3 separate regions of the Mus musculus genome follow, and all the other regions are linked to region 3. The links are chromatin contacts, called in public Hi-C and HiChIP or PLAC-seq maps. All regions are on one chromosome and are shown on one strand. The core of a region is the stretch at or near the end of the contact, and the rest is flanking DNA. Distances in the headings are between cores, read along the strand shown.

The links. A called contact is a pair of places that touch in the nucleus more often than the background predicts. HiChIP or PLAC-seq counts read pairs in DNA pulled down with a chosen protein or histone mark.
Region 1: a Hi-C map of the N1E-115 cell line shows a contact between it and region 3, with 5 times the contacts expected there. The contact joins two enhancer-like sites. A contact is called at or near these places in 1 of 39 promoter capture datasets (hippocampal neurons), 5 of 15 datasets of contacts at CTCF or cohesin (embryonic stem cells, hippocampal excitatory neurons, large pre-B cells and 2 more), 131 of 484 Hi-C or Micro-C datasets (the AML12 cell line, B cells, the Ba/F3 cell line and 72 more), 10 of 115 datasets of contacts at active chromatin or transcription factors (astrocytes, bone marrow-derived dendritic cells, differentiating embryonic stem cells and 7 more) and 1 of 9 other capture datasets (embryonic stem cells).
Region 2: a FOXA1 HiChIP or PLAC-seq map of pancreatic cancer cells shows a contact between it and region 3. The contact joins two enhancer-like sites. A contact is called at or near these places in 3 of 484 Hi-C or Micro-C datasets (cerebellum, embryonic fibroblasts and reprogramming fibroblasts), 1 of 115 datasets of contacts at active chromatin or transcription factors (pancreatic cancer cells) and 1 of 9 other capture datasets (embryonic stem cells).

What each region holds. Positions count from the first base shown.
Region 1 is chr4:139,871,545-139,874,244 of GRCm38.p6, forward strand. No RefSeq gene overlaps it. Among named protein-coding and RNA genes, the nearest start is that of Gm1667, 38 kb to the right of the region's middle. Within about 2 kb of position 1,262, at least 11 of the 459 cell types and tissues checked have an H3K27ac peak or open chromatin away from gene starts, as enhancers often do. A contact at or near this core is called in the N1E-115 cell line, where this site is marked.
Region 2 is chr4:139,686,742-139,689,441 of GRCm38.p6, forward strand. No RefSeq gene overlaps it. Among named protein-coding and RNA genes, the nearest start is that of Tas1r2, 35 kb to the left of the region's middle. Within about 2 kb of position 1,395, at least 14 of the 459 cell types and tissues checked have an H3K27ac peak or open chromatin away from gene starts, as enhancers often do. A contact at or near this core is called in pancreatic cancer cells, where this site is marked.
Region 3 is chr4:140,536,297-140,538,996 of GRCm38.p6, forward strand. It overlaps Arhgef10l (Rho guanine nucleotide exchange factor (GEF) 10-like), which reads right to left. Exons shown (of 29, transcript NM_001290803.1): 26 at 473-621. Among named protein-coding and RNA genes, the nearest start is that of Gm42335, 67 kb to the right of the region's middle. Within about 2 kb of position 1,370, at least 48 of the 459 cell types and tissues checked have an H3K27ac peak or open chromatin away from gene starts, as enhancers often do. A contact at or near this core is called in the N1E-115 cell line and pancreatic cancer cells, where this site is marked.

The DNA of each region.
Region 1 (2,700 bases), core at 12-2,511, 660 kb before region 3:
CACTATCATCTCCACTATCTGAAGAAGTGATGAAGGAGGTGATGATGGAGATGGTAATAAAGATGGCAATGATAGTGAAGATGATGAATTAGCTCTTATTGCATGCTCTCTCTATCCCAAGACTTGGATCCCAGCTCTGTTGCGACCTAATAAATCACCTGTCTTCCACCCTCTCCACATCACTGTTTCTTACACTGTGCTTTGGGAGGGTTTTTTTGTTTGTTTGTTTTGAAATTGTTACTTCACTTGTAAAACTGAGTCCTGGCAGCACATGAGACCTGCACAGGACTAAGGAAGGAAGGAGGGGCACGGTGCGGACCCGCCTCCAAGACCCGCCTCCAAGACCCGCCTCCAAGACCCGCCTCCTAGACCCGCCTCCCAGCGCTGGCCACCCGTGGTTCAGCTCACATCAGCTCCTAGCCAGTCTGAGAAGCCAGTACAACGGCACACAGCATCCATCTCCCATGCAATCTCCATGGTTCCTCTCGCTGAGTGTGCCACCTTGTACAGATTCAAACACTCAGAGAAGCTAAGTGACCGGCCCATGGTCACACAGCCGCTGACGTTGGGTTTCTCGTTTCTCCTAATTAGCTAGCCCAAATTTCGTGGTCCAGACTGATCTCTATCGCAGTGGCCTCACATGCCTGGCTGACTGGGTTCTGCCCTGCGGCCTTTCTCTGCCAGGACTGGTCACATGGCAGTGGCTGGAGCTGGTACATCCCAGAGGCCTGGCACCCTCTCAGCCCCAGCTCAGGCTGAGCTCAAAGGGTATCTGATGGAGCATCCTACCTGTGGCAACTGGAACCGGGTAACAGGGCAGCCGAGGTGCGACTGTCTGAGAAGGCCAAGGCACTGGCAGACGATCTAAGACTGGAGGATGCCCACAGCCTTGGGACCTGTGCAAAGCTGCAGCTCTGTGTTCTGTGGGTCAGGATGAGAGCAGGCAGGTAGATTTGAGGGAAGAGAAAGTGACTTGCCCCTTGAGGAGAAGCTCAGAGATTACAGGCCCTTTATAATTAGCCTCGTTGGGCCCAGCTAGAGCCCGAGTATCTAAGCTCAAGGCTCTTCCATACTTACCACTCTGCACTGCCCAGTCTCTAAGGGTTTCCCTGTGGCCTCTCTCCAGTCTGTGCTGGAGAAAGTGGCCTTTTCTACATGTTAATCCTCTTGAGCTCAGACTCACTCTCCTTCCAGGTTCTGCTAGGGACCTGCAAATGGAACCTGATGCCAGCAGCCACCAGAGGGCAGCAGAGTCAAGGCTCTGCTGTGGCTGGGCTGTGGAGCCTCTCTTCTGGGGTCTCATGATCACCATGGTGGCCCAGCAGACTGCAGTAAGGGTCTGGCTGTGACCTTGGCCAGTCCCGAGGCTCCGTGTTCCTGATTGTATCAGGGAGTTGCTTGGCATCTGAAGCGAGTGGGGAACCCACAGAGGGGAGGGAAGGCTGGCTGGCGTCTCTACACTCGCAGGCCTAGACTCTGTCTCCTTGTATATACTGATGTGGGACCCCAGGCTCTGGGCTGAAGAGGGCTCGGCATCTCTCTGGGACCTACCAGTTGGACAAGGGAGGTTTGTGCTCCTGACTGAAACCTCCATTTCCTGACATATTCTTCCCAGTGAGCCAGTGGATGAAAACTCAGAGCCTACCGGGAATGGGGAGTGCACCCAGGCCTGCATCCCTCCCTAAAATTGCAAAAGAAGTGTGTGTGTGTGTGTGTGTGTGTGTGTGCGCAAACGTGTGTATGTGTGTATATGTGTATGCTTATATGTGTACATATATGTATGTATATGCATATATATGTACGTACATATACACAAGTAATATATGTATATATGTAATAGATACATAATTTTATATATATGTATGTATGTGCATACATATGCGCACATATACTATATATATGTATATGTATATGTGTATATGTGTATGTGTGTATGTGTGTATGTGTGTAGGTGTGTATATGTGTATATGTGTATATATATATATATATGTATATATGAAACAGAAATAAGATATGTGGATGATTTGACCTGGCTGAGCAGGTATGGGGACTTTGGAGTCCAGCTGTGGTCCCAGGGCAAGTCCTTAAGCCCACTGTTCCCTGAGGCTGTCTGCTCTTCTATCTGGTGATATTTGTCCCTTGGTCCTATGGTCATTGATATGTCTGATGTACCTGAGGATCCAGCCGGGCAGCTTGTAGACATCTTGACAGAAGTGACCATCCCTTATGGCAGGTGTCAAGTGTCATGACCGGTCTGGTTGACTCCTTTTCTTCAGACCGACCCCCACAAAGGAGAGGAAACTTGTCTCTAATTACAGGTGGGCAGGCTGAGACCGCTGAGCTTTAGACGGATGGCTGACAGCCATGATGTTCTCGGTGGCAGAGGCGGGATCTGAACCCAGGTTCAGGGGACTAAATGCTTTCCTACTCTACAGTAAATAGAGGTTGAATGAATTAATGAATTAATGAATGAGTGACTAAATGACTAATGAAGGGTCCTTAACCTGGTATCTTTGTTTCGTTTTGTTTTTACCGTTGCTGAGATAAAATACTCGGACAAGCTGAATGCGGTGGTGCTCACCTTTAATCCCAATACCTGGGAGGCAGAGGAAGGTGAGTCTCTGTGAGTTCGAGGCCAGCCTGGTCTATAAAGCGAGTTCTAGGTCAGCTAGGGCTACCTAGTGAGACCTCAGACAAAAA
Region 2 (2,700 bases), core at 145-2,644, 850 kb before region 3:
AGGGAGATGCTATCTCAGAAAAGGAAGCAAACAAACAAAGGGCCTGGATGTAGTTACGAGAATATTCGGGGGTGGGGAGAGGGTCTGGTGGTTCTGCGGATGATGTCCAGCGTGTAGCAGGCATTATGAAAAGCAGCATAGTTTTTAGCCTAGACAGCTTGGCCACGTAGAGAAGAGAGTTTGTACTGAGTCCCTGTACAAGGCCCCTCGGGCCTGTCCCTTCTGTGTATTCCTGCCCCCAGTCTCCTTTGCCACTGCAGTGCTTGGCAGGGCTTGTCTCAAGTATAGAACCTCTGTCCAGGCTAAAGGCTGAAAGCCCAGGTCTCCTCTTATAAACTAGATGACATCAATCAAAATGTGTTTCTGAACACCTTCATTTCCCTCTCTGTGACACAGGAGAAGGCTGCTTCTCAGAGCCTGACAGGCGATGGGGCGGTAGTGGGGACTCGTGGGATGTGCACAGCCCAGGACAGGCCATCAGGGCTGTGTGCACTGACCATTGGGCTGCACTGACCCTGCGCAGACCCTTGCCTTTCTGAACTGTGGTGTCTCCTGGCCTAGAGTCCCCAGGGTGGTGCGAGCTCATGGGATATGAGAAGTGCCTGAAGAGGGCGGGTAGAATGTCTTCCCACCTGCTCCACAGAGAAGTGGCTTCAGTGGACAGCGACAAGGCAGGGAGGGTGCCAGGGTTAGCACAAGGCTACCTACTCCAACACCACATCTTTTCTTCTCCAGCTCCCTCTTTCCAAGCTGCTTTAGAAACTTCCCAGCATTCCTTGTTGTCTCCTCTGCACATTAGAATGTGAATTGAAGCAACCTTGCATTTCTGGTGTATCTTCCCTGCCCTCCCCCACCCCACCTCCTATGCCCTCCTGTCCTCTGAGGGACACATGGACAAGACCAGGAACACCCAGGGCTGTTGCAATGTTGTGATGAAGGGGGCCTGTCACTTACAGTGTGTGGTGATAGCCTTGCGGCGGCAGTGGCCACTGCTGTGGGTAATATAGGTTCAGGAGACAGCAGGGCCTTTGGTGCTTTCTTTGCTGCAGGAAGAGTTGACTGTGACAAGGACCATTGATGACATGCGTTGACAGAGTTTAGGGATTCCATCTGTCAGGCCACGCCCAGCTGCCCGCCACTGTGGGCTTTTTTTCTTCTTCCATTTCTTCCCTCTCCCCAACCCTCTGTCTTTCTTCCTTCCTTCCTTGGGGGGGGGGGTCTCATGCATCCCAGGCTAGCCCCAAACTTACCATGACCTTGAACTTGTGATCTCCTTGCCTCTGCCTCCCTCTGGAGTGTTGTGAGTATGCACGTCAGCCACCCCATGCAGTGCTGGGGGCAGGACCCAGGGCCCCGTGAATGCATGCCGGACAAGCGCTCTACCAACCACACTAGGGAAATAGATGCCCAACTCTCAGCCTCTGCTTTGAGTCACCAAATATTTGAGCAAATACGGGTCTAAAAGGAACTGTGAATAAAGAATTCACACACAGAGAGTTAAACAAAGAGGCCTGTGGTCAGGCGTGGTCTGTATTTAACCAAGAACAATGTCATGAGCCTGTGGAGGGAGGCACGAAGGGCCGAGTACTCAGAAAGGTGCCAAGGGTGGGTGGGGGCCTCTGGGTGATTCTGTTCCCAATCAGGATCAGTGGGCTCAGCGTGGACGTCCTAAGATATGACCTGGCTTCACAAGATAAATCTGTCTTAGGTCTCAGTTCCTGGTCTAACCTCAGCTCACCGGACTTTCTGTATGTCCCTGGACTGGCTCCACCCCAAGAAACACCCAAGGCCTCCCCCCCCCCGCCCCTCCCGGCCTCTAAGCCTTTTGATTCCTTCCTGCTGTTTAGGTGAGTCCAGAGAGTAATTCTGGACAGTCCATAGCAAGTAGGTGGAAGCCTCTCAGAGGGCACCTGGGAGGTAGGAGGCTGGCATGTGTCACCGAGGGATGAGGTATATTTCAGGACATTTCCTGATTACCTGCTCTCCTTTCCACCTTCCTGTTTGCACCTGCCTCCCACCTGGGCCTGTTACAGTGCACCTGCCTCCCACCTGGGCCTGTTACAGTGCACCTGCTTCCCACCTGGGCCTGTTACAGTACACCTGCCTCCCACCTGGGCCTGTTACAGTGCACCTGCCTCCCACCTGAGCCTTTTACACTGCACCTGCCTGCCACCTGGGCCTTTTACACTGCACCTGCCTCCCACCTGGGCCTGTTACACTGCACCTGCCTCCCATCTGGGCCTGTTACAGTGCACCTGCCTCCCACCTGAGCCTTTTACACTGCACCTGCCTGCCACCTGGGCCTGTTACAGTGCACCTGCCTCCCACCTGGGCCTGTTACACTGCACCTGCCTGCCACCTGGGCCTGTTACAGTGCACCTGCCTCCCACCTGGGCCTGTTACAGTGCTCCTGCCTCACACCTGGGCCCACATCATGGCTGGCTGAGGGCATGGAGCTCCAACAAGACATATCCACTTTGCAGCCTCTGCACCAGTGCTTCCCATTCTGATATCCATGTGCAGAAAGTGGGTGGCGAACAGAGAGGGAACTGCCTTCTCCAAAGTCACACAGCTACCGGAGGCAGAGAGACAGTTCTGGAAAGACAAGGAAGGAAGTTTGCTATGTGACCCCAACCATAACTGGGGTTGACCTTAATGGAGTAGCCACAAACTGAGCAGCTGGGGGCAGGGAAATGGGGA
Region 3 (2,700 bases), core at 120-2,619:
CAAGCGAACAGCACCAAGCTCTGCCTAGCGCCTGAGCTATCAATCATCAGATTAGAGGTGCCCAAGGAGGAGAACCTAACGGAGACGAGAAAACAACCCTGCACGTGGGGGCATGCCAGAGGAGCCTGCCTGTCTGGGGACCTTTCCAGGCTCCCCTCTGGCTCTGGCGCCATATCTGATCAATCAATAACCTAAACGAATCAACAATGGCAAATGTCACCAAAATACCATTTGGGAAGCCACCGAAGCTCATACCAGCCACTAAGGATGGAACATAGGATGTAGCAAGGTGGGGCCGATGAGCTTAGTGGGCCCGTGAAGCCAGGCCCTCATCCCAGCAGAGACAACACAGCTTTGCCTACAACTGGACGAGACAGGACCCAGGGGCCTCAACACCTCTGTTTAAAGGGCAGAGGTCACAGATGGGTGTGTCTCCACCCAGCAGTGACAGACGAGGCCTGGGTATGGGTACCTGAGTTTGCAAAGTGGCGGCATCTAGTACAGTGACCCTCGGCCCGCAGCTGGCCCATGCAGCATCTTCCAGGCTCAGCAGTGTTCGAATCGGCCCTGGGCCCACAGTTATGCACATGGGAGGGCTCTCCAGGTCCCAGGGAATGTCACCTATGGGAAAGAAGGGCACAGGTCAGTGGCTGGCCCCATACACCCTTCCCCATGGTCTTTCACCCTCACTTCACTGGGGTGCCTGACATTATCCGTCCCCCCCCTCCCCCCGCATTGCTCCGGGACCACCCTGCATGTCTCTTCTTCCCACTTGGTGCTGAGAACAGGCAGGGGCAGGTGTAGGCTCTGCCCTCTGGGGAACTGCACTGGGTAGAGACAACAACAGCCAATCGCTATGAGCTGATATGCCAAGCACTGAGGGAAAAAATTAGACGTGGAGGACAGACACAGGAGCTTCTGGGAGAGGCAACGTCCACGTTAGTACCTGCCAGGAGGCAAAGGATCGCAGAGTCCTGGGACTTGTGACCAGCATGGCCTTGATTCTAAGGACACGCCTGCCTAAGCTTCTCAGAGTCTTAGTGTCCCCATCTGGATGGGGAGGGACTTTGCCAAGACCACAACTCATCTGAAAAGCGTGACGATTTCCTTCAAACCCGAGACCTTTTCCCTCCACAGATGCTACCAGATACAGGGGGGCTGGAGGGGAGGGGAGAGGCCCTGAGAGCGTGCAGCCCCCATTGCTGATGCTAGAGACCAAGAGTCCCTCCCCCACCCCACCCCAACCACACCCAGCTCACTGAGAACCACTGCCTGGTAAACACAGCGGCTGGACAGGGCCTTCATCCCAAGTCGTGCCACGCCCCAGTGGCTGCTCTAGGTTGTCAGAGTGCTGGGCAGGAAGGAGGTTTAAGGGGAGCTGAGACCCAGAGAAAGGCCTGGAGGGCAGGGATAAGACGCCCTATGACTCAGCCTTCCTAATGCTGCACCTCTTTAATAAAGTTCCTCATGCTGAAATGACCTTCCCAGCCACAAAACCATCTTCCCTGCTACTCCATAACTGTAATTTTGTTACTGTTATGAGTCATATTGTAGATATGCAGGACATCTGGTATGTGACCCCTGCAAAAGGGTCATTTGACTCCCCAAAGGGGTGGTGACCCACAGTTGAGAAATGCTGCCTTAGAGCAATGGGCACAGTAACTGGGGCCAAGGAGAAAAGAGAGAATTAGCTGCTGGGTGCCCCGAACCCCCTCATCCTCCTGTAGGTCCCCAGGAGGAAAACAAAGCACTCGCCACAGGCATGCCCTCCTCTGTCCCGCTGCCGTGCCCGCTGCCGTGTGGCAAGTGTGAGAACGGCTGTCCCCAGAGATGTAGGAGACCAGGTTATACGGGGAAGCCACCAAACTCCTCGCCTTGTCCTCTGGCCACATGTGTTCAGCATGTCCTCCAACTCTAGGCTCCCCCTGAATGTTGCTTCTATAATCCCAGCCTAGCTAATAAATTAAAAACTGGGGGCCTGGAGAGATGGCTCAGTGGTTAAGAGCACTGACTGCTCTTCCAGAGGTCCTGAGTTCAATTCCCAGCAAACACAACCATCTGTAATGGGATCTGATGTCCTCTTCTGGTGTGTCTGAAGACAGCCTCAGTGTACTCACATACATAAAATAAATAATTCTTTAAAAAAAAAAAACTGAGCCAGGCGTGGTGGCGCATACCTTTAATCCCAGCACTCAGGAGGCAGAGGCAGGTGGATTTCTGAGTTCAAGGCCAGCATGGTCTACAGAGTGAGTTCCAGGACAGCCAGGCTACACAGAGAAACCCTGTCTTGAAAAACAAAAAAACAAAAAAACAAAAAAAACAAAAACTTGGGAACCCCCTCCGCAATACACAATACCACTCTTTCCAGCTCAGAATGTAAACATATACAGAGCAAGCTACCCAGGCCAGAGCAGTCTGTGGCTCTGAACTTCCATGTCCATTTGCACAGGGACTTGACCTCTTTGAGCCTCTGTTTCCTCGTCTCTAAAATGGGTATGACGACCATGCACACCCCGCCCCAGAATGCTGTAAGGAGCCAAGGGCGTGTATATGCTGACCCAACACAGCATGGGGCACCAGTAAAAAGTGCCACTGGTCAACACTGAGTCCCCTCCGAGTCTGTGCCTGTCGCTCTGCCCATGAACGAATTCTTTAACTCCCACAAGCCTGCACGGCAGATACTGTCATTAGCCCTGACTT